2 separate regions of the Sus scrofa genome follow, and region 2 is linked to region 1. Evidence: chromatin contacts called from public Hi-C data. All regions are on one chromosome and are shown on one strand. The core of a region is the stretch at or near the end of the contact, and the rest is flanking DNA. Distances in the headings are between cores, read along the strand shown.

Region 1 (7,187 bases), core at 2,216-4,715:
ATTTTACCTTCACTGTTCGGTCTGAGTACAGAGAGTGAGATGGGAAGCAGTCCAGATTACACTTCTGAGTTTTACCCAATTCTAGGACTCTTATCTCATATTCCCCATTAATCAGTCCTCCTAGTTCATAATTCTGCTGATGGGACATATAAGATACATTCTACAATAAAATTTTAAAGTTGCTAATATACACAGCAATATTTGGTTTTAAAGTCCTAAAATTAATTCCTTGAGGAAAAAATTAAAAGAATCAAGTACAATGTGAAAAAATCTCTGAAAAATCCACATTCCCCCAAATTCTCTTACCACTGATTTTAATTTTATTAAGCTAAGTATTACCTGAATAAATTTTGCTATTCGAATTTTAAAATTTAAGACATCTTAACTCAGAACTCTGATACCATCCGTTGTTTCCCAACTATTTTTGCTTAAAATCAGTCAACTGTGAAAGGCATATTTCACCAAAAAAAGGAAATACTATGTCATATTTTACTAAGTTAATTTTACCCACTTTATTAATATCTTATGAAGGACTACTACAGTGTCAGAATTATACTATTTTACTATTTTCTATACTAGATAATGTCAAAATGTACTTTAAATGAATTGTATATAATACACAAATGTTCATATAATGTAGACAACATGTATAACTAACACCAATGAGTGTGGGGGAAAAAAACATTCACTCCCAGAAGCATGTGCAATCAAAGAAATGTTTACCAATCCCTCTACAAGGGCATGTTTGCAATCCTTCCAATATTGGCTCAGCCAGTCTTTAATGAAACTCCACCATTGCTAAATACCACTATGGCAAATTCTACTCTTCCAAGAATACCAAGAGATAGTCCATCAGCATCACATTTTCAATTAAAAGACCCCATTAAAAAATGTCTAAGAAAGTAAACATTCAATGAGAGCTACTTTTTCTGACCTCAACTTGTGAATCAGGTGTTCTTAGAAGCACAGCTGTTCAGACACTACAGCATTCCTTCAAATGATGTAATCCTAAGGGATTTGGTAATTATATGTGAATTACTAACAGAAAAGAGTATTTACTAATCTATCAGACAAACTGAAAAAGTTTTCAACTATTCCTGGAGCCTTCATAGAAATCAGACACCCAGCATAAGAAAATAGATGTTGAAAACTCTACTAGTCACTTTTAAGAGAATAATCACAACATGAACAAATTCAAAGGATAATGTACAAGAAACTGGGGAAATGTTAACTAACGGGTAGGAAAGATCAAATAAAAATACTATTCCCATGTTGACAATGCAATATAAAGAATCACTGCAGAAACTGTATTAAGACTTTATAAAGAGCAAAAATAAACGAAGAGGAGAAAACACAACTGCCATAAAAAAAAAAAAAAAAAAGACACTGAAAGTAAGAAGTACAGTAAAAACCAGGATCATCCCTGAAAGAAAATCTGTTGACTAATAAAATCTGTTCTAAATACTAAATAAAAGTTCTATTGAAAGAATCCATTGCTCATTCAAGAAGCCTACTTAATTATTCTTTTTAAAAATTACCATTTTAACAGCATAACTTCAACTACATTTGTTTCTAGCCTGCACACTTGGAGAAGACTATAATAATTAAAATAACTTGTCTCATTATTTAGAAATGCTCTATTTAAAAGTAGGCCAACAATAGGAACTTTGCTATTGCACAATAGAGAGAGTAAATGAAATAATGTCTGTTAACACTATTGATGGCATGTTTCTCCATCTCCTAGAACATACTGACTTATTACACTGACTACCCTCAACAATTCACCACTTCTACGTCCATGCAGTAGCACAAATAAAATGAGTTCCTGTGTTAATCCCATAATAAACCTCGGTAATTCTCACATCACAGGAGTTGTAAACGTTTGTTAACAGAAAAAGAATGTTTTTCCCAAAATAGCTACATAACACTAAGACTACTCACATTCCTAAATAATCCTTTTACAAGACTCCCGCCAACTTTATTTTGATACATTAAACATGTGGAGCCTATTTTAAAAGGTCTTTAACACTGACTTCATCAAAACAGCTTCCTAGTTGTTCTTCTGATGTCTTCTTTCTCAAGTTTTCAAATTGTTTTTAAGCCAACTTGGATACTGATGAATGTGAGCCTCTATGAAACGCGAAAGAAGCCTTTTGCCAAACAAGATGGGCAAATGTTCTAGATCTGCTCAATCTGACATTAGAGGTCATGCGACTTGAAATATGAAATAACCATTTCCAACACTCCTTGAGCCCTTCATTTTAAAAATAACTTTAGGGCTATTTTCACACTCTCTGTTTAATAATATTTTTTAAAAGGATGTTAGGCTCGGTTAAATTATAAAAAAAAAAATCGATCTGGCACTTAAAGCTGGTGAGTCTATTCTTCATGAGCTTCTGGTAGATCGGGGATACTGACGATAGCAGTTTCATTTAAGAGCTTCACTGGTAAAAAAGAATGACATTCAAAAAGGATAGCTGGGGAAGGCAAGGAAGAGAAGCCCGGAGTGGGCTAAGAGAAAGAGAAACGTTTTAAAGTCACTAAGGAGGAAAGAGGTAGTAAGACGCATAAACAGAAGAGCGAGAAAGATTTAACAAGGAAGTGAAGTAGAGCACAGAGGGCAGAAGCTAATGAGGAAAAGGTAGTGTTTTCAAATAGGCATGCACCAGGAAGGGACGAGTTAAGGCCTGGAGTAGCCCCAGCGCTTTCAGGTGGAAGAGATGCTCGCAAAGAACAGGGACAAGCAGTTTACTCCTAGGCGTTGAAGCAAACTAAAATTCCCTGCCCCAAGCCTCTCCCAACCTCGGCCCAGCGCGGAGGCGGTGGCTGGGGAAGGGGCCTAGCCAGGAGCCAGGCCCGGCGTTCGCTCCTCCGGGCTCCGCGGCCAAGGAAAAGAGGCGAGGATTAGGCGGGCAGAGGTTCGAGTCGTGGCTCAAAGGTACCCCGAATACGGTCCAGGGCCTTCGCGGTGCCTGGGAGCCGTTTCCCCTGCGGCGGGGCGCCCAGCGGCCTTACCTGGGGCGAGGGAGGGAGGGAGGTCTAGGGCGTCCGCTCGCGCCCGCCGCAGAGTCCCCCTGCTGCACTGAGCCCAGGCTTCCAACGGAGGCGCGACCCTGCCTCAGCCGACGGTTCCCCCTCGGGGTCTCGGCCACCGCCTCCGCCGCCTCCGGGGCTGTTTACACCGTCGGGCCCCGCACGCCGCCGCCGCCGCCGCTGCCGCCTTCTCTCCACCCTAGTGCCGTTGCCGATTCGGCCGCCGCCACCTCCTCCGCCGCAGCCTCGTCTCTCTGGAGCATCTTCCAGCCACCGAACCCTGAGAAACAGAGACTCCAGCCGCGCCGGCAGGAAACTCCCCCGCAACTGCTAGGGGGACGAGGCGGTCAAAGCACCGGCGGCTTTTCCGCCATTGAGCAGCAGCCGCTCCGCTCCTTCTGCAACCCCCTCCCCGCTCCCCGTTCCTTCCCCGCCCCTGGGCGAACCACGCCCCCAGCTCCCACCCACTGCGATGCCGCGCGGCCTCTCGCTGTACCCAGTTTGCTGGCAGGCCCGTCAATCAGCGCCCTCCCTCCCAGTTCCACAGCCCCGGTTCCTCGCTACTTAGTTTTCCCCGCCTACAATGCCCCGCCTCTGGGTTCCTAATTTCCCATTGGGCACCAGTGACCACCTTCAATTGGCAAGGTCAACTATCCATCAAACACCGCCCACTGAGTGGGACCCAACCTTTCTTTACCATTTACTTTATTCAGCCCCGCCTCTGCTATACCTCCCAGACGCCAGGGACCAACCCACCCTAACAGCCATAAGTAGAGACCGTTGTCAATCAAATAACGCCCACCTGCGCCCCGCCTCTCAAAGCCTGAGCCCTAACGATTTACTTTTCTTATTGGTCCAAAGGGTGGCCCAAAATCTCAGTCATTGGCTTTCTCTACATGTCTGTCACGGACCAATTTCCAAGTCCGTCACACCGGCTTTTTTTAAATGAACGCGCAAAAGGCGGGGAAGTATTCGAAAAGCGATTGGCTGGTCTTCGAAAACGGTCAAACCCATAGAGTCTGTGCGGACCCTTCTCGTTCAGTGAGGACCGTGCCCCTTTATTTTTGACCTGTAAGCCTTGCGTAAAGCAAACGCCATAAAGGAGCCAACGGGCTGTCCAATTATAGGTGTGGAGGCCTAGTCCCGCCTGGAATTGCAGGGGGTTGGCAGCTGATTGGCTAACAAAGTCCTACTAGGCCCTCATTGGAGGATATAAACGCCTCTCTTAGGCGTAAAGACTGGAAGGGATGGTGCAGGCGAGGACAAGAAGCGATCTAGGGAGAGGCGGTTGTTTTGCTTCAGCCGGCGGGTGGGGCGCACGCGGGAGAGGGAAACTCAGAAGGCAGGGCTCTGGAGGAGGGTGGGTGTTGCGGGGAGGGGAAAGGCCCGGATGTTCTCTAACAATGAAATCATCGCTGACCAATCAAAGCAGCTAAACTGGTATACCTGCCTGACCTGTCCCCAGAAGGGAAGAGAATGAGTTAGAGAGCGGGAAATTTTGGAGAGGCCAAAAAGCAACGTGAGAAAATGGGACAGGTGATTCCCTTGAAGATTCTGTGCTATTAGGGGTTATTTTATTCCTTCTAGGCCTGCACTGCCTGGCCTTCAGCCCTTGACATTTACGTGTTTTGTTTCACAGTCAACGTTGGTTTTAGAAACTCTCGGCCTAGTCTTTGATCTTCATTCGCTCTCACAGTTATTGAACGCCTGCTATTTGCCAGGCTCTGTACGTCGAGATGAAGTACACCAATAAATTAGCTATAAGATGATGGGTGCTATAACTGAAACGTGGAAGAGACGGCGGTTACCTAAAGGAGCTTTCCTACGAAGGAAGGCTTCACAGAGATACAGGATGAGTCTAGGATGAATGATTCAATAGGCAGATGAGGGAAGTGGACATGATCCCTCCAGCAATTGCATTAGACTAAAAGGCACTGCCAGGTTAATCTGCACTTCCACCAACCCCAACAAGAGAAAGAAAACTAAAGTGTACTGAAGGCATTCTAATACCTTGATCCATTTTTTAAAGCTGTTAAATTTTTCTTTAATATAACTGATGAAGTTAAATATATTTTAATGCAACAAAAAATTATAATGGGGAGTTCTCTGGTCGCTCAGAGGGTTAAGGATCCTGCATTGTCACTGGGGTGGCTCAGGTTCCAACCCCGGCCAGGAACTTCCATGTACCCTGGTATGGTCATTTAAAAAAAAAAAAAAATAAGTGTGAGTTCTCTTATGCCTACAAGAGATAAAATGTGTTACTAATAAAGTGCCGCTGGATTAGACAATGCCATTTCAACTATTTCCTTTCTGGAAAAGAGGACAATAGTAGTGTAAAAAACACAAGAGTGCCTATTTATAGTAGGCAAAAAAAAAAAAAGTCTTCTCAAGAAAGATCACAATTATGACATAGGTTAAGCTGTATAGTCATCACTGAAAAATGTTCACATCCAGAGTTTTTAAAAAGTGCAGTCTTGAACTAAGATAAACTTAAGTCTACCAATACCAAGACATAGTTTTAGGGACTTTTTATAGGTAAAGGAACCTCTCTTTCAATTGTAAATTGGTTTCAACCTGTTCTAAGGAGAGAGGAATAGTGATAAATGGTTAAGTTTGGCAACAAGTATGTTTTAGGCAGATGAAAGCATAATATGCATTACCGTATGATGCATCTTTCACGTAAGGAAAACGTGCTAATGAGATGTATACAGCACTTTTCAGGCACTTGACCTCAACTGGTAGTTAGGTTTGATGTTCAGATGTTTGTTTAATGAAAAAACATTAAATTATGTAGGACTTCAAGCCATGTTCCCACAGAACATCTGTGTTCCATAAGCTAAATCCACATGTTTCCTGCTAACATCAAATAATGCCATATACTCAATTCAGAGAAAAAAAATTAATAGATTAAAATTAACAGATTGAATTTTCTCAATTTTAAGCTTTTCCACAATAAATTACTCGTGTGAATACTAGGAGTAAAAAAACCTTGAAAGTGTGAAATTTTATGCCTAGACAATATTTGAAAATCTTAAACTGTTAATTAACTCAATATAATATACTGTTTATGGAAATATAGTTTGCACATATACTGCTTAGGAGTCATTTTTTATATTAAATTGATCCTAGCTCATATTACGGAATTTAATATATAGACATTTTAATTTTCATTCTGTTGTCCCTAAATGTGTTTGAAAACTACCACATCAATATCTGGCTCTAAAACTATCTTTGGATGGTAAAGAAATGCTTTCAGATATATTATTAAGGATTTTTTTCTTTCTTTTAGGACCACACCTGCTACCTATAGATGTTCCCAGGCCAGGAGTCCAGTCTGAGCTGCAGCTGCTGGCCTACATCACAGCCACAACAATGCAGGATCCAAGCCACATCTCTGACCTACACCACAGCTTGTGGCAATGCCCGATCCTTAACGCATTGAGTGAAGCTAGGGATTGAACCCACATCTTCATGGATACTAGTTGAGTTCTTAACCTGCTTAACCTTGAATTTCCTGCTGAGCCACAACAGGAAATTCAAGGAGAAGGTTCTATTCTAAAATTTTAAAAATACGGCAATATTCCAGTAGGGATGTTATTGATGTTCCCATTTTATTCTTGAATATTTAGCATATAGTTTAAGTATGCTGATATTAAGGATTCTTTATTTGTATGTATCACTATATTGCAATTTGGGAAAATTTTGCAATATACTTTCAGGCAGTTAGCTTTAAAATGAAACTGCAGTTCAGAGTTCCTGTCATAGCTCAGCAGAAATGAATCTGACTAGCATTCATGAGGATGCTGGCCTCGCTCAGTTTCTGTGAGCTGTGGTGTAGGCTGCAGATGTGGCTTGGATCTGGCATTGCTGTGGCTCTGGTGTAGGCCGGCAGCAACAGCTCTGATTAGACCCCTAGCCTGGGAACCTCCATATGCCTTGGGTGTGGCCCTAAAAAAAAAAAAAGGCAAAAATAAGTAAGTAAAAAGAACAAACATACAAAGCTATGTATGCACATGTACAAGCTGACATTATGCTATAGCGAAAAATTGTGTCCCCAATTTTATAGCCTAAACATTTTATTACATCTATTAAAGATATCATGCTCTGGCTGTAGGAGAGTTTTGGTAATTGTTATAAAGCATTGGTACAGAATT
Region 2 (7,187 bases), core at 1,476-3,975, 80 kb after region 1:
AAAAAAGGCTCTGGAGCCAGGCTGCCTACGTTCAAGTGCCAGCTGCCTTTACCACGTGAGTCTGGGCAAGTTCCTTAATCTCTCTCTGCATCAGTATCCTCATCTGAAAGTGGGGATAACAAGAACCACACAGAGCTGTAGTGACAGTTACTGCTTAATGATCTCATCTAGAGATAACATTGGCAAAGTACTTAGCATACAGTAGGCACTCTATAAATGCTGGTTTCTTTCTCTTCTCCTTCGAGTAATCGGATGGGGATGAGGTCCTATTCTTTGTATGTAGCAGTATTATGTCCACTCAATAAATACTGCTTGAAGGGCCCTTTTCCTTCTTGGAAGCCTCAGAACATCCTGTAAATGACACATCCAATCTGTCCTTGGAGACTGGAGCAGTTACCGTGGCTTAAAAAGTTCTTGCTGGGGTTGCTGACATGATTCTATCTCCTTTCATGAGTGGTTAGAAGCTTACCAGGGTGTTTGCCCTATAACTTATTAAGCTGTCCCTTTGTTTTATGCTGTTGTCTATACTGGTTTCATACTTAACAATTAAAACATTTTCTAAAATCTTTTAAAATTGTTATAGAATCATAAAAAATACAATTTTCTTCGTTGTTCGCTTTCTCTTGATTTGCTCCTCCCTGTGATGTGGATGGATTTGAATTCACACCACGTTCTCAACGAAAGACATTTAAAGAGGTGATTTTACAGGAGATAAGCAGGCTCCCACTTGTTTCTTCCTAGTCACATATTTCTTCCCATCATAAGTGCAAGAACCTGGGAGTTCCTGTCATGGCTCAGTGGTTAACCAATCCGACTAGGAACCATGAAGTGGCAGGTTTGATCCCTGGCCTCACTCAATGGGTTAAGGATCCGGCATTGCTATGAGCTGTGGTGTAGGTCGAAGATGCGGCTCGGATCCCGAGTTTCTGTGGCTGTGATGTAGGCCAGCGGCTACAGCTCCGATTAGACCCCTAGCCTGGGATCCTCCATATGCCGCGGGTGCGTCCTTGGAAAAGAGAAAAAGACAAAAAATAATAATATATGCAAGAAACTGAAGCCAGGTCTAAATGCTTACCCTGGATGTACACCTGGAAGCAGGGAGAGGACGTGCTTTCTTTGCAGAGCTCCATGGTTCTCCTTGACCGGCTCCAAATCCCTGCCCTTTGATGCACTGTTTGACCCTGAGCAAGCACCTTCCTCTTTCTGCCTCTCTCAGTCGTCTTACAGTGCCTGGAGTGTGGGGCTTCTGTTCTCCACCGAGCACTCTGCCTTTGTTGACAGGCCTGGTCCCCAGCAACCCCCTTAAGCAGCCACCAAAGTGGAGGAATGCTTTCCCAAGCCATGACCTGGCGTTTTCCATTTCTATTGTTATGCCTCTTTTCAACCTGTCTTTCTTTATGTGCTTTCAAAAAGGAACAAAAAAACTCCCTTTGACTGTAAACTCTACTAGACTTGACATTCCGCAGTGGCAGGAGCCATTCCTTTTCATGTGTTTATGACCTATATAGCCTGTCTGAGTAGTTGACACAGATTAGGAGCTCGAGAAATGGCTGTTGAATGGAACCAAATTGAATTTTCCTTCTCTTCCTGCCTGCATGAAAACACCTATTTCTCCAGGCCAGCGTGATCACTGGGTGGACTGCGGATTGCTCCCTGCTTGAGGAAGAGGGACTTTGCCCTCTCTGGGAGTTGGTTTTTATGTGGCAGCAGCAGGAGTATGTAAAAGCATGGGATGGCAGGTGGACGGGAAAAACGGGCACTTAAGAAACTTGGAGCCTTGCTTATTTTTCACATTAATCTATAGAATTTCCCTTTCCTTTAGCATAAGATGCTCTTGTAAAGGATTAGGAATTCTATTTGTTTATTTTGCCTCTTGTACAGTCACAAACTTCCAGCTCCTTCCATCCATCTCCTACCCTAGCCAAGCTGTTACAGAACAAGCAGAAATCCCAAGGCTTCTGAAGGTTTTACTTTTGCAAAACCTACACAGGACCTGGCCCTAAGAGGGTGCGCTAGGCCATTCGGCTCCTCTGTGCCTCCCCTTTCCTCACCAGGCTGGGAGCGCAGGAGTAGTAAATAAAGAATAATAACTGGTGTTTGTTGTTGTTGTTGAGATGAAAAATTCCAGTCCAGGAAATTCGTGATTGATGTCAATGAGACATTCAGATCCAGTTTCTGGGTAAGGGCCACTGAGGCAGGACCCTCCCAGCCCTTGAGCTTCAAGATGTCTCCCCACAATGTATCAGGGCACAGATTGCCCAAATCAGCTGTTTTCCTTATTTCTCCACGTTCCAAAGTCCAAGGGCTTTCCTGCTGAGTAGTTATTTATAAGGAGGAAGGGAAAGTAAAAAGGCAGACTCTTTCTGAGAGCTCTCAGCTGGCTCTGGAAATGCCTCCTCTCTCTCCCTGGTTAACGCCACCCTTGTTTGGGATCCAAAATTAAAGTGACCCAAAAACAAGCCCACAGCACAGACGGAAGAGAGGCGCTCCCATCTCCTAAAGATGAAATTCCAAAAGTTTGCAAATAAATACTCCTCACAGTAAAATCTCACTGTCAGGAAGGACATCACCCTTGTCCCAACGCCCACAAGAAGGGCCTTTTGCCAAAATGAATGGGGAATCATTGGCCCAATTAACATCCTATGATCTTAGATCTAAAAATGACCAGGAGCCCGGTAAACAAGGTGACGTAAGCTGCCGGGCAGGGAGCGGCTCTCTACTGCCACCTGGAGGAGAGCGTCCGCAATGGCGCGGAGGCTCCAGGCTGCAGGGAAGCTGTTCTTGGCCGCTGGAAGGAACCAGTGAAAATGGGCGCAAGCTGTCGAGACCTTGGGAGGGGAAGGAAAACACACAAGAGGCTAAAGAGACAAGACAGGAGAGGTCCTCTGCGATCTCAGCTAGAGGAAAACGAGGTCTGTGTAATCCAGGCCATAGGACATTGTGCAATTGACCCTGCTGGCTTCCTCCTGGGAACATTCCTTTTATAAAAGGACTCAGGCATCATGAACTCTCGCTAGAAAAAATTATGGTGAGAACTACGTAGGGACAGGATCTCCAACGCCGGAGACCCTTGATAAAAAACAAACCCCAGTTTCTGAAATGGGAAGCAGTGGCGTGGGTATTTAATAACAAAGGGGCGCTGGATTTCTGTTTTACTTTGCGTGTCACCGCGACTTAAGTGGGGGAGGCAGGCAGGAGTGCACCGGTCCTAATTTACTTTCTCGTCAGGCGAATATGAGAATGAGGCTGCGGAGCTTTCGCATTATGCAGTCGGCATGCTGGGAGATGCCCTAGAAATGTGCTGGGGGCTGGGAGAAGGTCAACCTCGTCCTTATTACTTTCCTCCTGTAGATAATCCACAAAAGGAAAATGAGGAGTTGATTTTGAACTTGATAAAAACAAAAATCAAACCCGCTTTACCTTTGGATTAGTCGATTTTTGCTGCGTTGCAAACCACCTCAAAATCTCAGGAGCTGAGGACAACATACATTGATTTTTCTTGCTAATAGGCCTGCCAGTCGGCTTGGTCTGATCCCAGCTGGGCTCACCCGGGCTGGCTGAGCAAGGCTGGACTCCAGGCTTAGGAGCTGACACAGTTCTGCTCCACGTGGTTCCATTTCCTGATGCAGGAGGAAAGGACAATGGCTACCTGAGGCAGGCTCCTCTCCCGGCATAGGGTGGCCAGTTCCAGAAGCCCAGGCAACATAGACACACATATTTGAGCCTCTGTTTGTATCCTGTCAGGTAATATTCCATTGGATGAGGCGAGTCCAACATCATCTGGGGGAGGGGGTTGGGGGATAAACTCTGCTCACTCCTGTAAAGTGATCCCAGACCACAATTTAACCAATGACTCCTTGTCTGCTCACTGGAGACATCTGCTTCTTGGGGAAGAATTGCAATGTGAGGATAGCTGAGATAATCCTTATGCGGTACTGGGGCTCTCCATGAATTCAGTATTGTCTAACAGACACTTTAATTTCCTTTTTATTCCCTTCTCTTGCGAACCCTTTCTACGCCTTCCCCTTACGACATTGTGTGTTCATAATGGACAAGGAACACAACACCCTTGTGTGTGTCTTGTCTACTTTGCGATGTTCTAGCTCATGACAGGGTTTACTCAAAATTCCCTGTGTCAGAAAGGCAAGGAGTCCTCCATGCACGTGTCACCTGTGGAATGAAAACAACTGGGAGAGGTTCTTGGAGAAGGCAGAGAGTCTTGAGAAGAGTACTAGACTTGAGAATCGGGCAACCTGGGTTTCTAGTCCTGATTCTGCCAGCATCGGAATTTGGAAGGTCAGCAAGAACCAACAACCAGGTGCCTTTAAATTAGCCTTACTGAGTAGTTTGGACTTTGGAGCCTATGTTCTGGGCATACAGGCTCAGATCAGAGTTGTTGGTTTTTTGGGGGTCTTTTTGTTTGTTTTTTTTGTTTTTGTTTTTTTGCTTTTTAGGGCCGCACTCTTGGCATATGGAAGTTCCCAGGATAGGAGTCGAATCGGAGCTCGAGCTGCCTGCCTACACCACAGCCACAGCAACTCAGGATCCGAGCTGCATCTGCAACCTACACCACAGCTTCATGGCAATACTGGGTCCTTAACCCACTGAGCGAGGCCAGGGATTGAATCCACAACCTCATGGACAGTAGTCAGGTTCATTTCTGCTGAACCACAACGGGAACTCCCAGAGCAGAGTTTTTGTAGGACCTTTCTGGCAACAACGTGGAGAGTGGATTGAAGGAGGAAAATTGGATTGGAGGCAAGAAGATGAGTTAGGATATAGTCCAGGTGACAGATAATGAGGACAGTGACCAGGGATAAGGCACTAAAGATGGAAAAAAAGGAATGAATAAAGAGCTTTCAGAAGCAGAACTGACAGGAAGGACTTAAAGCAATTAAATATAAAGAGAAAGGGAACGAAAGGGAAAAAGGAGAGTCAAAGATGAATTTAGGGTCCAGAGGGCATTGCACAAATAGGGTTAAATATTTTTTCTCAAAAACTTCGTTACAGCTGCATAAATGTCTATATGTTCTGGCTGGCAGGCTTTGTAAAATGTATTTCTTTCCAGGGCTAGGGAAAAAAACCCCAAAATGGAGTGTATATCGGTGTTTTCCAAACTTAAGTCATTTATTTACCTCTTTCAGAGTTTTTGCCATATTCAAATCATACCTGCACCATTAATTGCTTACTGTTGTTCTTTAAATGAGTCACTTTTTATTTATTTGGCTGTACCTACAGCGTGTGGAACTTCCCAGGCCAGGAATCAAACCCATGCCACAGCAGTGACAATGCCAGACATTTAACCTGCTGAGCCACCAGAGAGCTCCTTAAATGAATCCCTTTTTTAAATAATATTTACTATAGGCTCATTCTTCAAAAAACGTATAAGAGAAATCATGACTTTGATTTGCCAGTCATGTTTTTAATACATGCATTTGTTTCAGTTACATGCAAGGCCATTAGAGAATTTTAATCTATCTGTATATATCTAACATTCTTATTTCCCATGCCCTCAGCTGTGTGCCCGCTAGACCTCGGGAACCTTGACCTGGGTGAGAATGGAAGCCACTCCCAATTATAGATATTTTGCTTTCTTTGCCCTCCACCTGGTTCCCATTCAGATCACATCAGTGTCCAGCCTGGATGGCAGGCCTGGTCTTTACATCCGTTGTTGGCGAGACCTTGCCCTGCAGACAGGGACCTTGAACCCATCTGGGCAGGAGGTTGGCATTCAAACACATGGGGGCTGACCTGGAATGTCTTTTTAACTCAGCGCCTCACATCCCAAGCTTCTGAAAGCTGCTGTAAGAGCAGCCAAGCCAAAGGAGCTGGGTCCCTTGTCTTCTGCATCCATGAGTGCAGATGGGGCCTTCAGATGTCTCTTTGCTTCTCCAGCGCTCGCCATGGTGACTTTCCAGGGGCGACACACACAGGTGTGGATGGGGAGGGCTGAAACTTGATCTTCTTTTGCTCATGTTTGATGTATACAGATCTCTACAGCCAGTTGTCAAGGTAAAGTTGAATGAATTCTGCCCTGATGGGTTGAATGACAAGAGGCACATCACTGCACCTCTCTGAGCCTGTTTCCTCTTGTGTACAATGAGGGGGTGGGCTGGGGACCCTGAAAGGGTCATCCTCTAACATCTTACTATGCTCGCAGTTCGGGACAGTGTGTTCAAGCCCTTGCCCATTTTTTTTTTTTTTGAAAGAGAACTATTTGTTCTAATACTCAAAACTTGTTTTGTAATGACCATTGAAATGACCATTACGATATGGTCATTCTGTGTGGATGTTGTATGTGTAGTTCATCTTATTTTTTCATCCTTGTTTCTGTGGAATAAAGAGACCCCTCCCAACCCCCTATAATGGAGACATTTTGACTTGGGGGAAAAAAAAAAACCCAATGGACAACATTTTCCTGAGAGTTTCTATTTAAAAAGATCTCCTGGAGTTCCCGTCATGGTGCAGTGGTTAACGAACCCAACTAGGAATCATGAGGTTGCAGGTTCGATCCCTGACCTCGCTCAGGGGGTTAAGGATCCAGTGTTGCCATGAGCTGTGGTGTAGGTCACAGATGAGGCTTGGATCTGGCATTGCTGTGGCTCTGGCGTAGGCTGGCAGCTACAGCTCCAATTAGACCCCTAGCCTGGGAACCTCCATATGTCATGGGTGCAGCCCTATAAAAGACAAAAATAAAAATAAAATAAAAATAATTAAAAAAACCAAAAAGATCTTCCTTACTCCAAGATTCATTTATTTATTTATTTTTGCTGTTTAAGGCTGCATATGGAGGTCCCCAGGCTAGGGGTTGAATCAGAGCTGTGGCTACCAGCCTACACCGCAGCCACAGCAATGAGGGATCGTAACCACTTCTGAGAGCTATGCCACAGCTCACAGCAACACCAGATCCTTAACCCACTGAGCCACAACAGGAACTCCTATTTTGTTTTTAATTGTAGACCTTTTAAAATGTATTTTATATAAGAAGTGAAATGGAGATTCATCTTTATTTTCTTTTTCAAGTAAGTATCCCATTTATTGAATAATCTATCCTTTTTAATGATTTGAAATACATCATCTTTATGAAATTTATACTTATAAATTATATACTATATATACTTATAGTAGTAAAAGCTATTGTCAATTCTTCTATGGCATATTTTAACTCTTGTATTAATGGAATTATT

The links. Hi-C and Micro-C count contacts between places; a contact is called where the count stands out from the background.
Region 2: a contact with region 1 is called in a Hi-C map of skeletal muscle, with 4 times the contacts expected there. A contact is called at or near these places in 2 of 5 promoter capture datasets (both in liver), 13 of 47 Hi-C or Micro-C datasets (brain, embryonic fibroblasts, fetal heart ventricle and 5 more) and 1 of 2 datasets of targeted methods (skeletal muscle).

Annotation. Positions count from the first base shown.
Region 1 is chr3:96,313,813-96,320,999 of Sscrofa11.1, forward strand. It overlaps PPM1B (protein phosphatase 1B), which reads right to left and starts at 3,466. Exons shown (of 7, transcript XM_003125179.4): 1 at 3,016-3,466.
Region 2 is chr3:96,394,771-96,401,957 of Sscrofa11.1, forward strand. No RefSeq gene overlaps it. Among named protein-coding and RNA genes, the nearest start is that of LRPPRC, 76 kb to the right of the region's middle.